Regions from separate parts of the Mus musculus genome. Here regions 1, 3 and 4 are each linked to region 2. Evidence: chromatin contacts called from public ChIA-PET and HiChIP or PLAC-seq data. All regions are on one chromosome and are shown on one strand. Each heading gives the region's core, a stretch centred on a gene start, on an enhancer-like site or on the middle of the called end of the contact. The rest is flanking DNA. Distances are from core to core; before and after follow the strand shown.

Region 1 (5,699 bases), core at 1,025-3,524, 660 kb before region 2:
ACTTATTCTATTTCAAGATCCCACAAATATGTAGTAGTTTTTGGATCACATGATGCTTTGTCAGAAGGACATTTTCATATCCTCTGCAAATTTTGTTCAGATAAAAGAAAGGATTCCTCAGATAACCTTTGGAAAAGTTCTACAGCAGGAACTAAGCCCATTGGGAGCACCTGTCTCGTTCCCTTGGCATGTAATCACACAGGCTCCGCTCTGCACAATGGATACATAGCTCTCTTAACAGCAATGCTGTAGTTACTTTATCCAAAGTGGTGATTTTATCATTGTTATCAGTAAAGGAAGAAGTAAACCACCAATGAGTTTGCTGTGTTTTCCCACATGGAGCCTTTATAACAAATATATCAAAAGGTAATTTCAGAGGTGAGACAGACTGTAGTGGCCATGTATCCAAACAAGATTATTTTATTTGATGATGTTCAAGTCCCTCCAAATAGTTTCTAATAACTGGAAGCCTCAGTAAATGTAATTATGTGCACCACACTTTCTCCACTCACGTTTGTCTTTGCATACAATAAAATTCCCTCCGTGTATATGCTGTTCTGAATATTGGCAAATGCGTAGTTATAGAATTACACCACAATCAAGTTACAGAATTGCCCTAATACCACCCCAAATCCTTGTTTTGTTCATTTATGGTCGACTTCTTCCATCCTACTCAACACTGCTGTGCTGCTCTGTAAGTCTGCTACTAAAAAAACTTTTAGTTAGTTTTGTTAGTTGAGTAAATGAACAATTGAATAAAAATAATAATAAATGAAAAATTAAAATACAGGAAAGAAGTAAAACTAGGCAAGAGTGGGTAGGTTTAGAATGACCTCTAGGCGTACTTCTAATTTCTGTCAGTAGATGGCAGTAGAAGCCAATGCCCATCTAGAAACCCTCCAAAAATAAAAGCCGCATTTTGGGATAACCTATTATAGGCAAGACACTTTATTAAGGGTCTATCGAGGTGGGAGAAGGAGGGTGATTAAAATCTAAAGATAAATAGAGGAAACCTTTGAGTAGGGATGTACTGTGTGTTTCAAATGTGCTAAAGGACCAGTTTTTACATATCTAAACTCTGTAGCAAGCAATGGGGCTTGAGAGAGGCAGAAGATGGAAGAGCAGGTAAGGGCCATCCTACAAGGTAGGATGATGATAAAGCATCAGTTAACTGAGTCTTTCTACAATACTTACATGGATCAAAACACTACATTTCATCCCACAAATGATATGCACAATTATACACTTAGCTAATTATAATACTCACTCACTTGGGAGATTATATTAAAATATGTCCTAATGTAAGTACAAAGTAATCGGTTATGTCTTTAAAATTTTTTTAAAATTAAATTTGCTTATCTATCTTTTTATATGTGTGTGTGTTGTCCCCTGGTGTGCATTTGAAACTTGGAGAAGTCAGTTCTATCTTCCTACCATGAGGGTTTGAGGAATCAGATAGGTTATCTGGCTTGGCGCCAAGTGCCTTTACCCACAGAGCCAAGAGCCACCTCACTGGCCCCCATGTTTCTTTGACACTGTACTCTTGCTCTTTTCTTCCTAGATAGAGTCTTGAGATGAAGCGTAAGCTTGCTCACAATCCTTTGGGCTCAGCCTCCTGAGGGTTGGGATTATAGTTGTCTACCACCAACCTGCCCTGGATTCACTTCTCAAAACCAACTCTAGACAGAATTACAGGGACAGAATGTGACTTCTGCTGCTCCGACCTCAGTGAGTTTGCTGTAGTTCTTCTAGAGGTCCAGACCTTTTCTTTTCTGATTTCCTCTGCGGTCTCTCTAGAGGTGCATGGGGAAGAGTTGGGCTCTCCTCTATCACCCGTCCTCCATCTGTAGTAACTACCTGGGCTAAGCAGACACAGGAGAGAGAAAAGAGGTGAGGGTTATCCTATAATCTTGCCACCAGGCTTCCTCTGGGGGTTCAGGGTGCTTATAGAGTGGTCTGGGATCTTCCATTTTGTCTTCCCCGTGTGCCAGCCTGAGGATGGCAGAAATTCAGGCTGCGGAAACTCTAGTTCTCAACCTGTGGGTCACGACCCCTTGGGGGGGGGTCACGGATACCCTACATATCAGGCATTTACATTACAATTCACAACAGTAGCAAAATTACATTTATGAAATAGCGACGAAATACACTCATGGCTGGGAGGTGGTCACCATAGTGTGAAGAACTGTGTAAAAGGGTCTCAGCATTAGGAAGATTGAGAACCACTGCTTGGTTGTAAGCCATCACCAGGTGGCAGCAGAAAACCGTGAAATCACAAGATTCGGATTTTGCCCCCTGAGTCGTGGACCGGAAGGGTTGAGGGAAGAGGGGTGGATAGTCAAGAGGAATCCGTTATCCTTCTTGTTAATGTCAATGATTCCTGCTACCTCACCAATGAAAGTGTCAGCCTGGGTTTGTTCTCCACACAACCATAGAATAAAATTATTAAAGCATCCTATTGGAATCCTGAAAGAACCCGATCCAGAGCAAAGTCCCACTCTTAATCTCGGCATACCAGCTAGCACAAACTAACTGAGTAACAGACATTTAGACCTGGGATGGATATTTGGGGAAGAAAATGACAAGAAAGAGGGAAGAGTCAATAAAACCAAAGCTGTGCTGCTTCCCGAAGGAGCCTTGGGCCATTGTCTCCTGTTTTCAGTAACAGAAGCCGGAGGCCCAGTCTACACTGGCTGCGGAAATCTGTTCTTGGCTCCCAGTCTCTTAGCAAAGCCCGTGAGTCCTCTGGAGGGCGAAGTGTGGAGAAGTCTGGATGAGGTTTTTTTTCGGCCCACTGACTCTTTTCCTTCCTGAGCAGCTGAAGAATTCTGATGTGGTTTTGTGGTTTTACAGTAAGCGTCCCGGCTCTTGTGGACACAGTGTGCTTTCAGTTTCTGAAAGTGAGTCAGATCGACTTTCCTCTTAGGAGTAAGAGTGACCCTTGCTCAAAAGGGCACTATGACTAGAAAGACGAAGCAGCTGAGGCCACCGGTGCCGGAGTGCTTGCGTTAGAGCAGTCGCTGGTTTCTGGGTCTTATGGGTAATTTTTTTTTTTTTTTTAAGGTGAACTGTTGAGATCTTTTTGCCCATCGTGAGTGACACTGTTGATGCGGTCTAGAAAAGGACTCAGAGTTTCATTTGATCAGCTAGTCATGACAAGGGCGTTTCCAAGTGGGTTAGTTGTTGTCATTATGCTTTTAAGTCTCTTGCCTATTAGAAAGCTCATGATACTGAGCCATTTGACCAGAACGGGTGACATCTTCGAGGCCCATTGAGTGTGAAGAGCCAGCCAGTAAACAGAAGGTTTCTTGGGGTCTAGCTTTCTTTCATGGTTCCCCTTCCAGTGATTTTTTTTTTTCATGAAAATACGTAGGTGGCACCTCCTCTGGCAGCTGCTATGCTTTCCTCAAGCATGTAAATGACACGTTGTGACGTATGTCGTCACCTTCATAGCCTCGATGAGCACTGTCAGTTCACTGTGGCATTTCTTCTTGTTGAGATTCTTCTCATTCTACGTTTCGGCCAGCGACTCCCACGGGTGACACAGGGATGCTGGGCACTCAAGAGGAAACCTATTTGCATGTCTGTTCTAGAATTTCAATTTAACATCGCTCCTTGGAGTCTGAGTCATGGCAGGACCACCTCGGGCAGACTGTGGTTCTTTCTTTAAGAGTTAAACCCACCTGATGCTGAGAAGGAGCAAGAGATCATACTCTCCATCAATCCAGCCCTGACGAATCTTTGCTGCCTATGCCTTGCAGAGTCTATGTTGGAAGGCAAGAGAGAAAGAGACAAAGAGCAGCCAGGTTGGGGGGTGGGGGAGAGGAGACAGTAATTAACCACTCAGCTATTCAAGACTTCTGCATTTTGTAAGGGTATAAAACTTGCTCCTACCTCACAAAGGAGAATTTCCCACTACTTTCAGGTACTTGGCCTGTCACTGGCAGTCCTTAGGAACTACACAGTAGCATATGCTGGAGCACACTAGGTTTAGCAGAGGGACATACGAAACCGCTGTGCCGTGCGAGATCCGGCAGGTGGTAGCTCCGTAAACCTCTTTCTATAAGGTGTCAAACTCACATTGTATAAGCACCCGGTGCGTGTTGTTTTAGGTGGGAGTCTTGGTGGGAGTCTTGATTACCAGGTGTGGCATGAAGTCTAGATTACAGGTATGGACTTGCTGGGGAGAGTCTAGAGTCACTGTGAGAAGTGACCAAATGGCTAGAAAATTCTAGAAAAATCTACTCACTGAAACTATGTCAAGCTGACGAGGAGCTGTTGGTAATGGGATGAAGCTCAAAAACCTTTCCTCAGAACAGTGCCTCATAGAGAGCAAAGTGCAGGGTTACAAAGGAGCCAGTTATATTGAAATACGGTTTTCAAAATATTCATGATTACACACACACACACACACACACACCCCATTAGCAATAACTGGTGGGTTGAATGTTGTGACTTCCGTGATGATGAGCATAAGTGGATCTTGATGAATATTATTTGCATTGCATTACTTGCAAGGATTACAAAAATATGGATGAGGGCTGGAGAGATAGCTCAGAGGTTAAGAAAACCTGAATTTGAGTCCTAGAAGACCACGTATAAATAAAGTCTTGGTTGTCGTAGCTCATGCTTGTAACTCCAGCTCTGGGGAGGTAGAGATAGGCAGACATCCGTGACTTGCTAGCTAGCCAGCTTAGCTTACATGGCAAGCTCCAAGCCAGGTTGAGTCTCAAAAATATGACCATACCCTGAGATCTGAGGTTGTCTTCTGGCTTTCAATGCATGTATGTGTGCACATGCATGCACACAAGAATGAATACGCTGTTTCTAACTCAGAAAAGTAAGCCCCAAGCTTACTGTATCACAACTCTGTTTATTCATACACATGTTTTTTTTCAGTGTTCAGGTACAGAAAACCAATGCTAAAGAGACCTGTGGAGTTCAAACTACTGAACATTTGACCATGTTATCTGTCTAGGCACATCAAGAGCCATAGCCCTCTTAAGCAGAAAAGGAAAGTCCCAAAAGCTGAAACGACTTGGTTGAAGTCACATATTTCAGGTGGACAAAAAACTAGGGCTCTGGACTTCTGAAGTTTTCTTCAAGTGTCTGTTTCAAGATCAGGTGTGAGTCTGTTTACACAGAAAAGTAACATTTAGATCTGCCTTCTATAGTCTCCCTTTTCAATTAAAATTATCAGTATTTCTAAAGCCAGCAGTCTGTCTACTGTTAATTAGATTTATTTTTCTGTGATTGAGCATGAGAGGTCAGTCTTGCCTGGGCCAGCTGCTTCTGAGACTGGTCCCTTAGCCATTCCGCAAAAGTGGGCACAGATTTCTGTTTGCCTCAGGCGACAGTGTAAGTCACCTTAGCCAGACTGCCTTGCTTCAAGCCATCCCCATGGAGTTTTGCTAAGTATTTATTGAGTAGGTGAGACTTTCAGGGTTTAAACTTTTGTTTATTCTCAGGATAGGTATGTATAACTTTGGCCAATTAGGGCTTTAAGTTGGTCAGCCTGACCTATCTCTTGAGAAGGATAATTGATAATTCTCAAATATAATGGTCTGAGTTTTAAAAAGTTAATTATTCTTTCACAATTTCAGATAAATATATGCACACACACACACACACACACACACACACACACACACTACTTTAATCCTGTTTTCTCCTTTCCATTATCTTCTTTGTCCCCCTTC
Region 2 (5,289 bases), core at 1,845-4,344:
GCTAGGACAGTGGCTACTTCCCCTGTCTTCACAGAAATCTCCACAGGTATAGGGGGGTGGAAGGACTGGCCCCTCCTCTACAGACTCACAGACACGCTCAAGGACAGGGTAGTCAGATTTGGCTAAACACAGGTTGCACCCCAATTTGCTCTTGAATACATAAACGAACCGTAATTAGCTAAATAAACTTATGTAATAAACAATAAAGTTAGGTGTGCACTCTGATGCTGGTCTCCAGAGTCTGAATCCAGAGCATCTTTGTGGGCTCTAGCTCCACTTTCCTCCCACTTCCTGGTCCCTGTTCTCAAACACCCCTTTCCTGAAGGAGGCTGCAAAGCAATAATAGCAACAGAATGACCAGTCACTACACTGGCCCCAGATCCCCAGGGAAAAAGAAAACCATGCTCCCAGGCTGGGGCACTGCTCACCCCTGCTGGCTTTGCCATTTAACAATCCCAGTTGCCAGGGCTGGTGAGATGGCTCTGCGGTTAAGAGCACTGATTGCTCTTCCAAAGGTCCTGAGTTCAAATCCCAGCACCACATGGTGGCTCACAACCATCTGTAATGAGATCCGATGTCCTCTTCTGGTGTGTCTGAAGACAGCTACAGTATACTTACATGTAACAATTAAGAATATATATATATAATCCCAGTAGCCAGAAAGATATGAGATTTCTAGTCTGAAAACTGGAAGGCATCTTTATAGACACAACCCCAGACCAGCAACATCCTGTAACCAGAACTTAACCTGCAGAGGAAATGCCTCCAGTAACTGTCAATGGATTTGATGGAACTGACAATGGAGTGGTTCCTGGAAAGCAAGATCTCTCTCTCTCTCTCTCTCTCTCTCTCTCTCTCTCTCTCTCTCTCTCTTACACACACACACACACACACACCTCAGGGGGCGTGGCTATTTCCTCCTCCACAGGAGTAGTGTGCCACAGGAGGGTGGTGACAACATTCTCTATGGAGGGTAAATCACCTGGAAGAGCCAGCTATCTATTTTAGGGGAGCAGTCATCTCTTGTCATTAATTCCTCCTGCTTTGGAACCTTCTTAGCTTTATCTGGATTCTCAAAACTCAAGTTAGACAGCCTGAGTTCAAATCCTGGAATCCGCACAGTAGGAGAGAACTGACCCCTGCACCTTGTCCTCTGACCACTGCACCCACACCGCACACACCACAGTACATGCACACACACAGAAGTATTAAAAAATAAAATCAAATAAAAAGCACCACAGACAGGGATGCAACATTTAAATAAGCATTTTTTCATTTTCCCACAGGCATAAAGTATTCCCATGATGTGAGCCTTGGCCACACTCCTGGTGAGCCTCCCACTAATGTGCACCTCAGTGGGTTTAGGTTAATGGCCCTCCCTGTCTTGTCCTTTCTCGTTGCTTTCAGGTGGTTTGGATTAAGAGTCCCACCTCCTGTCCTGCCTGCTTCCAGGACTTACAGAAGGACCTTCAGTGGGGGTCAGGAGGAACCAAGAACTGGGGCTGCTGCTACCAGGAGAAGTTCCTTCGGCTCTTATGCCTGTGGAGGTCCCAGGCCAACTTCTGGAAGACATCTTTATCTTTACAGACACCCTTGGCCTTCTCATCAGAGCAGTATTGGGTTTGGCAGGAGAGCTCCTAGTCTTTTTTATTATTTTTGACTTTACAAATTCTTCCTGTCCATAGCAGCCATGCAGGTCCCACTTATCCGAACCCCTCTGTTAAAAATCTTCCATCAACTGAACTTTCCTTCAGAAGGCAGCGTCTTCCCTCTGCCACCACCTCCTCCCGTTCTTCTCCCCACTTGTTTGCTATTTAGATAGGAGTCTTCATCAGTTCTGTTTATACAGAATCTTTCTTTAAAGTAGGCTAACTAGTACAATAACTGCTAAGTATACATTACTTTTCAGGCATGTTTGTAAGCACTTAACAAAGATTAAGCCTTTAACGAATATTCTTTTGTTTGGGGGTGTTTTGTTTATATCGAGTGACAGTCTCTCTGTGTAGCCCAGGTTGGCCTAGAACTCACGGCAATTCTCTTGCCTCAGCCTCCCTAGTCCTGGGACATATCTGGTACTACTGTTCACTCCTCAAACGACCCTATTAGTAAGTACGCTGCTATGTTGCCAGGTGACTGGAGGGAAAGGTTCTACGAATTTCTCAATTCTTCGCCTCCTTTGACTCTTATGCCCGTGGCAAAGGGTCCTATCAGCCTCTTTCTAGTATCCACGGAACTATATCTCTCATCAAATTCTCTTGTACTCAGTTCCTAACACACAACTAAAACTCAGTAGTTTTTCTTGTGGTTAGTCCATGAAGAAAGTCCCTGAGTTAGTCACTGCAATATTGCCACAAAAGTCAACCCACTGCTCCCATACTAACGCTCACGTTGACGTTAGCTTCCGTTTGTACACATCTTAAATACACAAAAGCATTGCAAAGACAACAGTCACACAACAGAAAGAAATGCAGTACACGGCCAGTCGAGGACCCAAAAGCTCTTACCAAAACTATGTCGTAAAGACACTGTCATCCACTCCGGATTCACGAATCATCCTTCAAGTTTTGCTCCAAGACTACGTCGAGACGAAAGGTTTTGGTTTTTTAAGAAGAAGAAAGTGGCCAAAATGACTGCTTAAGAGAGAACCGAAGCAATCCCCGGTGAGTTCAGAAGAGACATCAGGAGTCCTGGAGTGAACCTAGCTTCCCTCAGGCTCGAGCAAGACCTGCGACTTCCCCCGGGAGAGACAGCTCGGCTTCCCAAGCTGCCCGGCTCTATGATCCTCGCTCTTCGGAAGCTGGCGCCGGCCCACGAAAAACAGGGAGTCCCCAAAGACCCTTCTCCGGAGCTCTCCGGGGATCAAAGGTAGACTTGAAAGTTCCGCTCGTCTAGGCGCTTTTCCACACACGCCACGCCCTCCAGTTTAAAATCATTTCCCGACTTGCCCTGCGGCCGACTCGGAAAGCCTCGCCTGTGGCCCTCCGATTTCACGTAACTGAAAGCAACTGAAGTCGTCATTTTAACTGAGGGCAAGGCTTGGAAGGCTTCAATCAATAGCCTCAAATTCCCAATCCCCTATTGCGCCGCGTTGTTCTTCCGTTTTCCAACCGGTGCGAAACTTTCCCGCATACTGCCGCCCACAATAAACATGGCGGAGGCGCCCTCGTCCTGATTGGCCGGAATCCTTGCGTAACTTTGGCGCTCGCCGGGCGTCAGAGGGACTGGCTTGTGGATGTGGTTTGTGTCTGGGTTTGAACCTCAGAGCTGTTTGGATTTGTTCGTCTTCACCTTTCAGGAAAATCCAGGATGGGCCGCCAGGTTTGGGAAAGTTGAAACACGAGGCTGCACCTCCTTATATTTCTGCTTATGCCCTGGTCACCTTCGAGATACGTGGGAATAAAGGGAGGACGCGCGCCTGGTGGCCGGCCTTCCGGCTGGGGCGCTCTGGCACTGGCGCTGCTGTTGAGGCATCTTCGGGGCTCAGCCTTGTTTAATTAAAGTGGGAACTGATGCACTGAAGGAAGCAAAGGCTTTCCCCCTACCCACTCACCTAAGGTCTCTGGAGACCTTGCAGGTCAATCTACTTTGTAGATACTAGAACGTTCAGCGGAGCAGGGTCTGGATGCATTTGCGTGGGAACTAGAATTTTAAGGGTTCCCAGGTATTCCGAAAACCGAGTTTTGAGCACCACCACACCTGCAGCGTGGGATTCGTGATTGTCTCTCCGGATCCCGGGACTTCAACATGTATCTTGGTTTTTGGTTAAGTCGTCTATGCAGGGGTTTATCCAGACCCATCGGGAAGACCATGCGGCCAATCTGGGGTTCTCTTTCCAGAAATCTGGCGTTGAGTTCACAAAGAATTCCAGGTGAAGGCAGCTACGAGCTTCCGCCTGTTTTTGACAGCTTGTTTCCCTGATTCTAACTGCATTTTAATACCAGGTCATTCATTCTCTTGATTAGTTATAATTAAGGTCCCCCCCTTGATTATAAAAAAAAAGTAGATAGCCTGTGTAGTGTATACTATTAGTAGAAAAACTAAAGTAATAATTTAAATAAAATCTTTTCTAATAGTTTATTGATTTACAAATGATTGTTATAAACTATACTTGTACTAAAGTTAAATACTAACTGCACTGTCAAGCAGGTAATTTCTAAAATTATATGTCACTTACCAAAATGGACAGCTACCATTTTATGTCCCTTCAAGTGCTAGTTTATGTACAAGGTTTAGATTTTTAAACAGAAGGCAAAATTTTCCTTTGGGGCAGTTATTTGCTTGGGCCTTGACACTTGTGCAGGTAAACACAATAGGGATATTGTATAATCTAGGCTATTTTATAAACTACATCAGACCTACAAGATGGCTCAGTGGCTTCAGGCACTTCCTGCCAAGCCTGAGTACCAGAGTTGACTCCCAAAACTCACACTGTGAATGGAAGAAGAGAACAGAATCCAACAAGTTGTCCTCTGACTTCCACAGGGGCACCGTGGCATGTGAGCCCACATACCTGTGGGTACGCACACATAAACACACACACACACATCTAATTTAAAATTTTTACAACTTCACCCATTGACCTGAAAGAGCTGATACATCATGAATGGAGAGTATTTTTAAAGAAAACTACAAACATTCTTACTGATGCCTTTTAAAGTGCTTTTTCCTTCTCTTCTTAAAGAATTCAGTAGCTTTGTTGCTCGGACCAACACATGTGGAGAGTTGCGTTCGTCCCACTTAGGCCAAGAAGTCACTCTGTGTGGATGGATTCAGTACCGCAGGTAAACTGAAGAAAATGGTTCAGGAATACATGGAGGTCGTTTTCCCAAATAGTTCCAACCTTTGCTAGTTTTTATCCAGGCAGAGAATAATATTTGCCACTTTTGTAATTTCTCGGAAGTCACTGCCTTTTCCGTTCTGTTTTGTTTTGAAAAAGTCTAATAGTGTTATTCCCAGTAAGTACTAATATCGGTTAAAGGGAATAACGATAAAACGTGACCCACCGGAGGACTGAAATAATCCTGAGCAGAGTTTACAAAACTCATAAGCAGTAAGTGGGAATAGACTAGGATTCTGTGAGGCAGCTATGAAGCTGCAGAAGCATAGGAAAACAAGTTTACTTCATTCAAAATGTAAGTAAAAAAAAGCTTAAAACTGGGAGCAGTCATCCATTAGGCTCAAAGCCCATTCATTGCTGTGTTTCTTATTGCTCCTCTCTTCTGTTCTGAAGCATACTAGCATATTAACTCTCTAAAGAAGTTCAAAATGTGGGTTGATGTTTGTCACATG
Region 3 (4,940 bases), core at 287-2,786, 640 kb before region 2:
GACCTGCTTCTTCTTCCCAGTACTATTCACGGAGTGTTTAAAACACTTAACTAAAGGATATCTGTGACTCATCCCGCCCTGCCCTTACACAGGACACAGGCTACTGAGCCCTGCACCTGTATTTCTTCTTTTTCCTTTTTTAGCAACTTGCCTAGATTTTGTCACTTCTCCTCTGACCCAATTCATCTTGTTATATTTAACAGAGACCACAATTGGAACCATGTGATTGCCCAATGACCATTTCAGTGGTTCGCTGCTTCATCTGTGGCATGAATTCCAAAGCAGAGGCTTTTTTGTGTCCAGGTGACTGCTTGGTGGCAACAAATATTGCTATAGTGAAGTAGCACGGAAGAGCCAGGTCTCTGTCGGTGTCTCCTGGGTAGGGTTCATGGAGTCTACTAAAGCCCTGTAACTCACAGAGCAGCCCTTTACATCCCAGAATTATTTGATAAAAAGTGTTAATCAGTGTTAAAAGTGAGGTAGAAGCACTGACAGAAAGACCAACTCTCTGGCTTTACCCAGGAAACCTTGGGAATACCCACTCTCAACTTCTTTTTCTGTCTCCTTTTTCTCCCCACATTCTTCCTCCTTGTGAAGAGTATGTTCTAGAACATGGTGGGCTGCTCCCTGTCCTGCTTATCACTTGTTCGTGCCTCATCTTTTTTCTTATCATTTTTTACCTTCTTTAATTTTCTTTTCTTTAAAACATTAAAAAAGAAAAAAAGATTTTTTTAAAAATTTACTTTCCGGGGATGACACAACAAAATACTACAGACAGGCTAAATAACAGAAATTAAATTTCCCATACTTTGGGAGTTGAAAGCTGAATATTAATGTGTTGGCAGGCTTGGGTTGTCTCTGATGTCTCTCCTTGAAGTGTGGACAGCTAACTTTTCCCTATCTTCTTAATGTCTTCCCTCTGTAGTTGAGTCTATATTTTCTTTTCTTATAAAGATACCAGCAATACTGGATTAGGGTCCATTCTAGAGGCATTTTGTCTTGTCTTTTTAAAAACCCTATCTCCAAACACAGTTATGTTATGTGCTGAGGGTTATGATTTCAACATATATGGAAGAACACAATTCAGCGTTGAGTGTTCTCATCATTAAATGTAAGTGTCATGGGCATGAGGCTTTGTCTATTTAATTCAATGCTGTATCCAAAGCACTTAGATTGATACCAGGTGTATAGCTAATAATACATATGCAATAAATCAGTCCAATTGGATAGTAACAATGTCTATAGGATTTGATGGCCAAAGAGTTTTATGGATGGTTTGATGGTTCCCTTTGGTAGGAGAAGCCCCTAAAGTGGACTCTTTTTCCTTTTGTTGTCATGAAGCTAATGAAACTAAAGCTGAACAGTGAGTATCAACAGTGCACAAAGTATCAACAGTGCCAAAGGATAGAGAAGAGGGAAAGCATTGGCAAAGCAGGGTGTTGGCTCCAAGTTGTTACGGACTCTCAGGAACAGCGAGAGAATAACAAGGGAGTGGCCAGCGTGAATAGGGGCAGAACTTGGCAGACCTTTTCTTGAAGTATGTTGAGATCTTCCAGGAACTCAAGTGTTACCACCCCTTTTATGGTCTGCTGTTTCCTGTCTTGAGTGGTTTTTCTTTTCTTTTTTTTTCTTTCTTGGAGAAGAAGAGAAACCAGATGAGAAGATGAGACCTAGTCAATTTGACCATATTATGGCTCCAAAAAATTCAAATTATTAAGTTACCAACATGTCTAAATTAAAAAAAAAAAAACCTGTGTAATAATCTGGTCTCTAAAGGTTTAGAGAGTCAAGGAGACACAAAGTATGAAAGTAGAGATGCTAAAAAATTTAATCTCATTTCAGTTGCCCATTGAACATCTTCATGCTAAATCAAGAATCAGTGTTGTCAATATAATGTGTCTTTGAATCCTTTAAAATAACTTAGGTAACATATTATCATAAGCTATACATCAGATAATTCTCTCTCTCTCTCTCTCTCTCTCTCTCTCTCTCTCTCTCTCTCTCACACACACACACACACACACACACACACACACGTTTTTAAGTAGTCTCACTATATGGCATTGGCTGGCTTAAAATTTACTATGTAGACTACGCTGGCCTCAAACTTGTGGTATTTCTGCCTTTGAACCTATATTTTCTTAGAATATCCCCAGTAGTGGAAGATAGCCACGCAACACTTTATTTTTGGTTCTTCTGCTTAGGTTTTTAAAACAGGGAAGCTCTTGACTCTTAGGAGAAAGCAGCCTACACCCAAAGTGACACCAAAGTCACATTGCCTTTCAGGAGAAGTCTATCGAGGAAACAGTCCACTTGTGGCTGAACCATGTGTGGTTATAGAATCTTCAATAACCAAAGGCCACTCAGACCAAAAGTTTAATGCAGGATTCTGAATTTACAAGCAAAATATTTGATATGGTCTCATCCACTGGGGATGAAGGAGGTTGCCCAGGAAAGATATGCCATGCTTTTAATACTTTAGAATGCCACATGAGGAAGGGAGTGACAGCAAAGGGGATTAACTGGAAGTAGGCAGACCCACTGGATTGGCCATGGCAGTTTAGGATTAAGAGTAGGCAGAAAGGGAAATAACTGCGTGAGAGACACAGAGAAAGGAAAGTCTCTGTGTGAAGAATGAAGTGGCTGGGTGGAATGTAAATTTGGGGATGTTCTAAGGGACATGTGCCTAGGTGGTGACCGAGGTGAGCGGAGGTCCTGTGGCACAGACACAGACTCAGGAGGGTCCAAAAGCGGGAGGCACAGAGCCATGGCAGTGAGGTGGACTGAAGAGAATCAACAAGAGGCAAGTGGGGATTCCCAAAAGCGTGAGGCATGGTGACGGCACAGTCAAGGAGACAGATGGCCCCATCTGCCCTTGGAGAGATGGCTATGTGTGGAGGTTCTGGATTCTTCTAAGACTCTTTCTCAGCCTGGATGGTTTCATTTCAGGGTAATGCCAATTGCTGAGGGTACAGAACTCAAACCTCCGTATGACTGCATTGCACTGGCTCTGCAGTCAAAGTCACTGAGAGTCAATCTTGTAATAGAACAGTTACTTGAGGTCCTTGTTATAAAGGGTCTTGATTCCTTGCATCATAAACAGAGCAATTATAAAACAAAAAACAAACACAAAACCAAAAACAAACAAAAAACCCAGATCACCAGCTAGCCTCAAATCCCTCTAGCTGTGTTCTCCTTGAGGATTTTTATAAACCTAGATGGAGGTAAGGACTATACTCAGCTTGTTTCTAGGTGTCCCATGGAGTGAATGGAGACAAGAAACTGAAAACAGAGAATGGGAGTTTCTGGGGCATCATGTGTTGAGCTAAATGATTGAGCAGGGAGCCAATGAGCACAAGAAAGGAGGGAAAGGACAGAAATGTACATCACTTCTGAGTCACTAAACTGAGAACCCAAAATGAGAGGATTAGCAGGTCATGTGTATGGAAAATAAAGACTGGTCAGACTCAGACTAGGTCAAAAATGAACACTAGTTGTTAGGGACAAAATAAGTGAGAGTCTGGTAATACAGCTTCTAGCTGCTTGGGAGCCACAGTTTTGCTTTCTTCTGTGCAGAAGCCTTGCGATTCACAAAGGCAAAATGAGAGCAACAAAGAACAGAAGAAAACACCCAAACCACGCAATATGTGCTGTTTTGAATAATTAAGACTAGGCAACCTTCAAATGGTGAGATGACCCTGAGTAACCTTAGTCTACGAAACTCTGTTTTTTCTTCTATAAACATGAAACAGCCAGGTCAAATGATCTCTGGCATGTAACAGTTCTGAGTCTAGAAAGCCTTTGTTCTTTTCTAATTCAAGTCCTAGCTATTCTCTCCTAATTCTCAAACTTCTTTTTAGAGCCCCAGATTCTACTAAATAGCTCTTCTATTTAAGTCAGGCTAGCCCTATGTGTTTTGCTTCCTCTCTAACACTCTGAATTGAAGTCTCTGCAGCTCTTTGGGGGAGGAATTGTGCATGTATCTTTCTGGAAATCACAAGTGACCTAGTTTCTCTAGAATGAAACGTGACCACATTGTTTATAGTTTGTTTGTTTGTTACCAGGCAATGGAGGGGAAGACTCCTAGGATGCTGTCAGATGTCCTTTGTACCTTTAGTATAGCTGCAGAGGGAAGAGTGTAAACACTGATCTGGAGAGCAGAGGAGGCTATAAGGAAATAAACAGTAAAGACAGAGAAGCAAGATGGCAGCGGTGGAAAGGGGACGGAGGAGGCCTTGGTGGTGCAGAGGAGAATCAGAGAGCCTGCTCTCTGCCTATGAAGAGTAGAAGGCAATAGTAGCATCCAGCTGGATTGTGTCCAGGCCCAGCAACAGCAGACCACACAGCACTTGACTCCTTCCAAATGGTGAGCTTCACAAATGTATGTTTCTATAATCTGGATATTGTAAACCCAACAGATAGATGCCATAAGCATTGCCTGGCAGAAGCTGCCTTAATGTAAGATCTACTAGCCCTTGGGGGGGGGGTGTCTCACTCACCTGATGGTAATGTGCTCTTATCTGCAAGCTAAGCTGAGATTTAGACAAGGTTTTGAAGGGTACATTTTTTTTTCCCCTTAAGGGTTGACTTGGACTCTGTAAACTGTTTTCTTCTTGTTTCTTCATTCATTGCCACACATTTAATTTCTGTCACAAGATGCCTCTTTTCTGGAAGCCCTGTGTGGATAGAGGACAAATCCAGATTGAAACTTCAGTATTACTGATGCCATGATGTCCCTCAGTGGCCATCTTATAATGGTTAATCCTTACTTCTCTGCAGTAGACACACACACACACACACACACACACACACACACACACACTATGCATGAGGGAGAGAGGGGGTGGAGAGAGGGAGAGAGAGACAGAGATAGAGAGACAGAGACAGACAGAGAGAGACAGAGAGACAGAGACAGAGACAGAGACAGACTTCATAATATA
Region 4 (5,431 bases), core at 609-3,108, 840 kb before region 2:
AAAGAACACAAGGAATAAATTTGTACCCAGTTTATTCCATTAGCTCCACAGACTGTTAAAAATAAGAAAGATTGTTTGGTTGGCTGGTTGTCTTAATTGATTGTGGCATTTGGATTAAAGCATGAGTTGAGACTCCTAGCAAGTGTCAAAATTTGCCTTATGGGCATCAGTGAATTTCAGTGTGGGGGAGGGGAAGGGAAGAACTGAGTCACTAATAAGGAATGACTTACAAGTTTCTGGGTGTGGGTATATTAAGATTCAAACTCTCTCTGTCTCTCTCTGTCTCTCTGTCTCTGTCTCTCTCTCTCTTTAAAGGATTTATTTATTATTATATCTAAGTACACTGCAGCTATTTTCAGACACACCAGAAGAGGGCATCAGATCTCATTATGGATGGTTGTGAGCTACCACGTAGTTGCTGGGATTTGAACTCAGGACCTTCGGAAGAATAGTCAGTGCTCTTAACAGCTGAGCCATCTCTTCAGCCCAAGATTCAAACTCTTATATTAATGGGCTTTTTATTACTACAGCAGATGCCTGAAATAATCAGTGTGGAAAGTTATCTCGGTGGTCCTGTAGTTTATTGGTCTCTGGTGAAGCACTATAGCATGGGGTAGAACACACACCAGAGCAAAACTACTCATCTCATTGCCAGGAAGCAAAAGTGTTGTAGAAGGGTCTGGAGTCCTTTATCCTGCCCAGGGATACATCCCTCTGTGACCTCAAGGCCTCTCATTAGACCCCATTTTTCAATGTCTCACAATCACTACCACTCTGGAGACCAGGCCTTTTAACAAACAGGCCTCTGTGAGGCATTTACAATTGAAGCTACAGTACTCTCCCCAGACACTTGCTGGTGTCAGCAGTTTTTTTCATGGGTCACCCTTTACTTATTTTCTAGAACATTCACCCTCTTCTCATCCCTGTGGGACACTAACTGGAATAATAGTATCCTAAAGCTTCTCCTGGGGCAGAAAGGACAAAGGAGACTTGATTCTACAGCCTAGGAGGGATGGGGGTGGGGGACCAGAACAAGGTCAAAGCAGGAACACGGTGCATCCGTCTTGTTGTTTATTTTTAACCAACTTGCTCTAACCTTAAAAGGAAACTTAGTCTGTAAGAAGAGCACTGTTATGCTGTGGTGGCCCTGAGCACATACCAAGACCTCTACAGAGATTTTAACTCTACTGCTGCTCTCAGGATTCCCTTGCATGTGCATGCTCAGGCTTGCAAGCAGTTCCCAGCCACTGATGAGCCATGTAGAGACTATTAAGGCAGATGCATTCCAAGTAAGGTGAAGTACTTGCCCCATAAGAGTCTGGCTTGAGAGCAGCCTGTCAGTTAGACTGGGGCTTTACCATAACTGTGTTCCTTCCAGTTCAAAGATCTTTCTCACTTCTTTCTCTTTCTCTTCTTCTGCCCCTTCTCGGTTGTTAAGCCTGCAGTCATAGTCTGCATGCTCTCTCTACCTTCTTCTGTATCCCATCCCACTGGCTTTGACTCTCATAAATCTCCCTAAACACACTAACCCTAAGATCTATTTCTCAGAGCCCTCAATTAACATATTCAATGACAATATATGGCTGTTATCAACAATTATCTACTCATTATATTTTCTATACAAGACACTACACCAGGGATGTGTGCGGAGTAGAGAAAGAATACTGAGAGATACAGATCATGGTTTCTACCACCACAAAACCTTTCACCAACTAGGTAATGTGAGTCCCATAGATACTTCAATGAACAATAGAAAGTACAGTTGTCATGTAATTACTCATTTACATGACTGCTCGTATTTCAGCAAGAGTGTTTTCCAAACCGTAAGTCAAGACACAGTACTTGACTGTGAAGTGACGGCAGTGAGTCACATGCTGCATCATTGAAAATGAAAGAGAAGATACCAGAAGAAAGCATACCACATGTAATATTACAGTATGAAATGTCTATGTGCATATGTTTAAAAATTGACACAATTATATTTTAAAGTGTGCTTGTATGTCTCCATCAAAAAGTTAGGAATTGAATTAAGAATTAGCCCATGTCCTCCTTAAAAGCATGGGTGGTAATCTTTCCAACAGCTGTCTCCCGGCAGTGTTTGAGTAGATGTAGGTCTTCAACAGTTGTTTGTGGATGATGTTCGCTGAGTAGGAAAGAGGAAAGTCACCTATCTCTTTAAGAATAGGAAAAGTGGAGGAAGAGAAAGAGGAAGACTGTGCCAGGGCTTTAACATAATCACATAATCAAAGGTCAGGATACTCCGGTCTTAAAGTGAACTAGAGGTTCCATGAATTGGTGGGTATCTCGATTACCTGTTCGTACAGAGAGAAATTAAGGAAGGAGATGTTGGCCAGAAATTAATGTCAAAATAACCAGCAAGATTCTCCAAGCATGAGTTTTCTATGATAAGCTTATCAAGTAATAATGTCAAAATCATATACTTGCACAGTGCGTGTGTGTTGGGGGTGTTATTTATTTTAAGGGTCTCGACTGGTATTTCTTTGTAAAGATTTTTTAAATTTTTATGTTTTATGTGTGTAAGTATTTTGCCTTTATATATGTAAGTGTGCCACATGTATGCAATGCCTTTGGAACTCAGAAGAGGGTACTGGATTCCTCTATAACTGCAGTTATGGAGCGTTGTGAGCTACCATATGGGTGCTGGTCATTGAACTTGGGTTCAAGGACAAGAGCAGCAAGTACTCTGAGCTCCTAAGTCATCTCTCCTGGCCCTCAATTCATATTTTTGTTATATATTTTTCATCTCAGGCATTTTGTGAGACAAGAAGAGAGAGGCAGCAGTATATTCACCTAATCAAAGGCAGTGACATTTTTTGATTCTACTTCCCTGTAATGAGCCAAGTTGGGCACTTGGTCTGAAATGAACTCACTCTATTTAGGTTTCTTCTAAAGTCAATTTTTCTTGTAAACATGTACAGAGGGCCCCCATTCTTATTGTTTAACTCTTTTAAAAACACTTTTAAATTATATTTTATTTATTTAGTTATTCTATGTAGGAGTGGCTCAAATGCCACTGTTCATGTGTGGCAGTCAGAAGACAACCTGTGGGAGTCACTTCTCTTCCAACACGTGGGGCACCAGAGACCGAGTTCATCTCACTGAGGTTGATGGCAGATGCTTAAGGACATTGAGCCATCCTGTTGACCTCTAAGTATTTATCTCTTGCAGGCAATTAAGTATGATAGATTTAGTCATGTTATTATCTCATCCCTTGGGAAAATGGACTGGTTTTATGTTCTTTTTTAGTGTCTAGAGTGTTTCTCATGATGCCTAAAATTAAATCAAGTTTTTTTTTTTTAAAGATTTGTTTAACAACAAAGACAGAACCAAATGATACCTACATATTAAAATAGATTTCCATTCCAATACAGATTCATTACCTACTGAAGTCTTCTGACTTTGAGTTACACTAATCTAAGACACTGATTATAAAATCTGGCAAAGGTACTTGGGCAAGATGGCTCAGTGATTATAGTTGCTTGCTCTGCAAGCTTGACAACCTGTGTTTAACCATTAGAACCCAGGTAAAGGTGGAAGGAGGGTCAGCTTTGTGAATTTGCCCTGCATCCTCTCACACATACACACACACACACACACACACACACACACACACACACACACAGAGAGAGAGAGAGAGAGAGAGAGAGAGAGAGAGAGAGAGAGAGAGAGAGTTTGTTGTTCATTCGTTTGAATCTGATAAAGGTAAATGAAAGTCTCACAAGATACTTTAGCTCCTAGCTCTTGCCTTTAGTTCATAGTCTGTTTGGACAGATGGGACCTCCTACCTCTGTACTTGGTCTAAGGGCAGACTCAATACTCTGTCCTGGTTTCCCAAGTGCAGATCCCTTGAAGAGCTGCTAATATGGTCATAATCCACCCTTGGCAAAGCTAATATTCCTCTAGTTGACTGGTTGAAGCCCTCTTTTGTGTCCAGGTCATTCAACAAACTTTGTGTCCAGGTCATTAAATCAACAAACTATGTGATGTCATGACTGGCTATGGTATCCCTAACCACCTCTGAACAAAACTGTCCATGTTTAATACCACATATCATCATAATATATCACAAAAAAGCATAGTCTCTAAACCTGAGTTTCTCATTGTTAAAAGAAAAAATATGTTCAATTAGTATCTACAAATTTTGAGTCCATGAGACCATAAAACACAGCAGTAAGGTCAATACTTCTCTTTCCAGCTATAGCTAGGTCAAGACTATCAAAAAGAGACCCTAGCCATATGAATATAACCTACAGTATAATGGCTACTAATGTATATATGACTACTTAAGTCTAATGTCTTTCTTCCTTCAGCTTCTACTAAACATAAAAACCTCTTTCTATCTCATGGGATCCTCTCTGGAGTTGAATGAGCTATAGCCTTGTCTGCTAGTAGATGCTAGGTAACATTTCTGAGGGGAAATGCTGAAATAGCCTTTCTGAGTATCAGAATCTTGTTCTCCCTATATCTACAGCAGTATGATAAGGAATGGAAAACTGATGGAGATGGTCCCTAAGGGCTATGAACTACTTGGTTCCTTAGACAGGGAGGACATGGTAAAACTACAGCTATACAGGCTTTGTATCCACTGCAAAGATAATGGCACAGCCTCTCCCTCTCTTGTTCTCCAAACTCTTCCCTATATTCATCCCAAGATCCAGACATTCCGATGTCTTTGTCATACCTCAATGTCAGCATGCTCGTTATTTCTTTTGTACACACTGGGTTTTTTTGTTTGTTTGTTTGTTTATTTTTTATCTTTCTGGACTGTCTTTGCCATCCTGCTCTCAACCCTTCTGGTCTCAGCTGGGTATCAATCTCCTATCTTGTTTAAGTCTTCTTCCTCTTAATCACATACTAAATCATGTGAGTGCAACCTCCATCCTCTAAGAAGTTAGATCTGACTTTAAGTCTGTGATTCTTGGTGGCATGTCATAGAACTTTTCTTTCCTCCAAATCATGCTGTGTGTGCACCTCAAAGACAGGGAATAACACCTTTTATCTCTATATCTCAGAGTTCAGCACTGTGCCTGGAGTGTATTGGTTAGTAGGTACACAACATTGTGCTTGGGGTAAGAAGTAAATAAGTGGAGCTGGAGAGGTGGCTCAGGGGTTAAGAGCGATGGTTTCTCTTGTAGCTGCTCTGAGTTCCATTGCCAGCATCCACATAGGATCTATAATCATCTATAACTCCAGTTCCAGGGGATCCTGGTAGGCAGAGACAGGCAGATCTCTGAATTCAAGGATAGCCTGGACTACAGAGGGAGTTCCAGGACAGCCAGCACTATACAGAGAAACCCTGTCTCAAAAACATAAAAAATAAAATAAATGGGTATTTTGCCTGCTTGCATGTCTGTGCACCATGTGTGTGCCTGGTGCTCACAGACATCCACTTCTGAACTTCTCCATGAGG

Evidence for each region. ChIA-PET counts read pairs in DNA pulled down with a chosen protein or histone mark. HiChIP or PLAC-seq counts read pairs in DNA pulled down with a chosen protein or histone mark.
Region 1: an H3K4me3 HiChIP or PLAC-seq map of the SCID.adh cell line shows a contact between it and region 2, with 5 times the contacts expected there. The contact joins the enhancer-like site here to the promoter of Cenpl in region 2. A contact is called at or near these places in 6 of 39 promoter capture datasets (the 3T3-L1 cell line, cranial neural crest, frontonasal cranial neural crest and 3 more), 1 of 15 datasets of contacts at CTCF or cohesin (pro-B cells), 7 of 484 Hi-C or Micro-C datasets (Th1 cells, cerebral cortex, embryonic fibroblasts and 4 more), 9 of 115 datasets of contacts at active chromatin or transcription factors (the SCID.adh cell line, craniofacial prominence, effector CD8 T cells and 6 more) and 3 of 9 other capture datasets (adipose tissue, embryonic stem cells and macrophages).
Region 3: a contact with region 2 is called in an RNA polymerase II ChIA-PET map of memory CD8 T cells, with 10 read pairs. The contact joins the enhancer-like site here to the promoter of Cenpl in region 2. A contact is called at or near these places in 2 of 39 promoter capture datasets (cranial neural crest and second pharyngeal arch cranial neural crest), 6 of 115 datasets of contacts at active chromatin or transcription factors (astrocytes, effector CD8 T cells, embryonic limb bud and 3 more) and 1 of 9 other capture datasets (adipose tissue).
Region 4: an RNA polymerase II ChIA-PET map of memory CD8 T cells shows a contact between it and region 2, with 7 read pairs. The contact joins the enhancer-like site here to the promoter of Cenpl in region 2. A contact is called at or near these places in 2 of 115 datasets of contacts at active chromatin or transcription factors (effector CD8 T cells and memory CD8 T cells) and 1 of 9 other capture datasets (liver).

What each region holds. Positions count from the first base shown.
Region 1 is chr1:161,732,221-161,737,919 of GRCm38.p6, reverse strand. No RefSeq gene overlaps it. Among named protein-coding and RNA genes, the nearest start is that of Gm31869, 32 kb to the left of the region's middle. Within about 2 kb of position 2,274, at least 158 of the 459 cell types and tissues checked have an H3K27ac peak or open chromatin away from gene starts, as enhancers often do. A contact at or near this core is called in the SCID.adh cell line, Th1 cells, adipose tissue and 5 more, where this site is marked.
Region 2 is chr1:161,068,572-161,073,860 of GRCm38.p6, reverse strand. Cenpl (centromere protein L) reads right to left here and starts at 3,094. Exons shown (of 5, transcript NM_001159930.2): 1 at 2,505-3,094. It overlaps Dars2 (aspartyl-tRNA synthetase 2 (mitochondrial)), which reads left to right and starts at 3,201. Exons shown (of 17, transcript NM_172644.4): 1 at 3,201-3,868; 2 at 4,682-4,781. The coding sequence starts at 3,745.
Region 3 is chr1:161,703,842-161,708,781 of GRCm38.p6, reverse strand. No RefSeq gene overlaps it. Among named protein-coding and RNA genes, the nearest start is that of Gm31869, 61 kb to the left of the region's middle. Within about 2 kb of position 1,536, at least 16 of the 459 cell types and tissues checked have an H3K27ac peak or open chromatin away from gene starts, as enhancers often do. A contact at or near this core is called in effector CD8 T cells and memory CD8 T cells, where this site is marked.
Region 4 is chr1:161,903,693-161,909,123 of GRCm38.p6, reverse strand. The region is part of intron 2 of Gm31925 (a long non-coding RNA gene); the gene reads right to left. Among named protein-coding and RNA genes, the nearest start is that of Gm31925, 10 kb to the right of the region's middle. Within about 2 kb of position 1,858, at least 46 of the 459 cell types and tissues checked have an H3K27ac peak or open chromatin away from gene starts, as enhancers often do. A contact at or near this core is called in effector CD8 T cells and memory CD8 T cells, where this site is marked.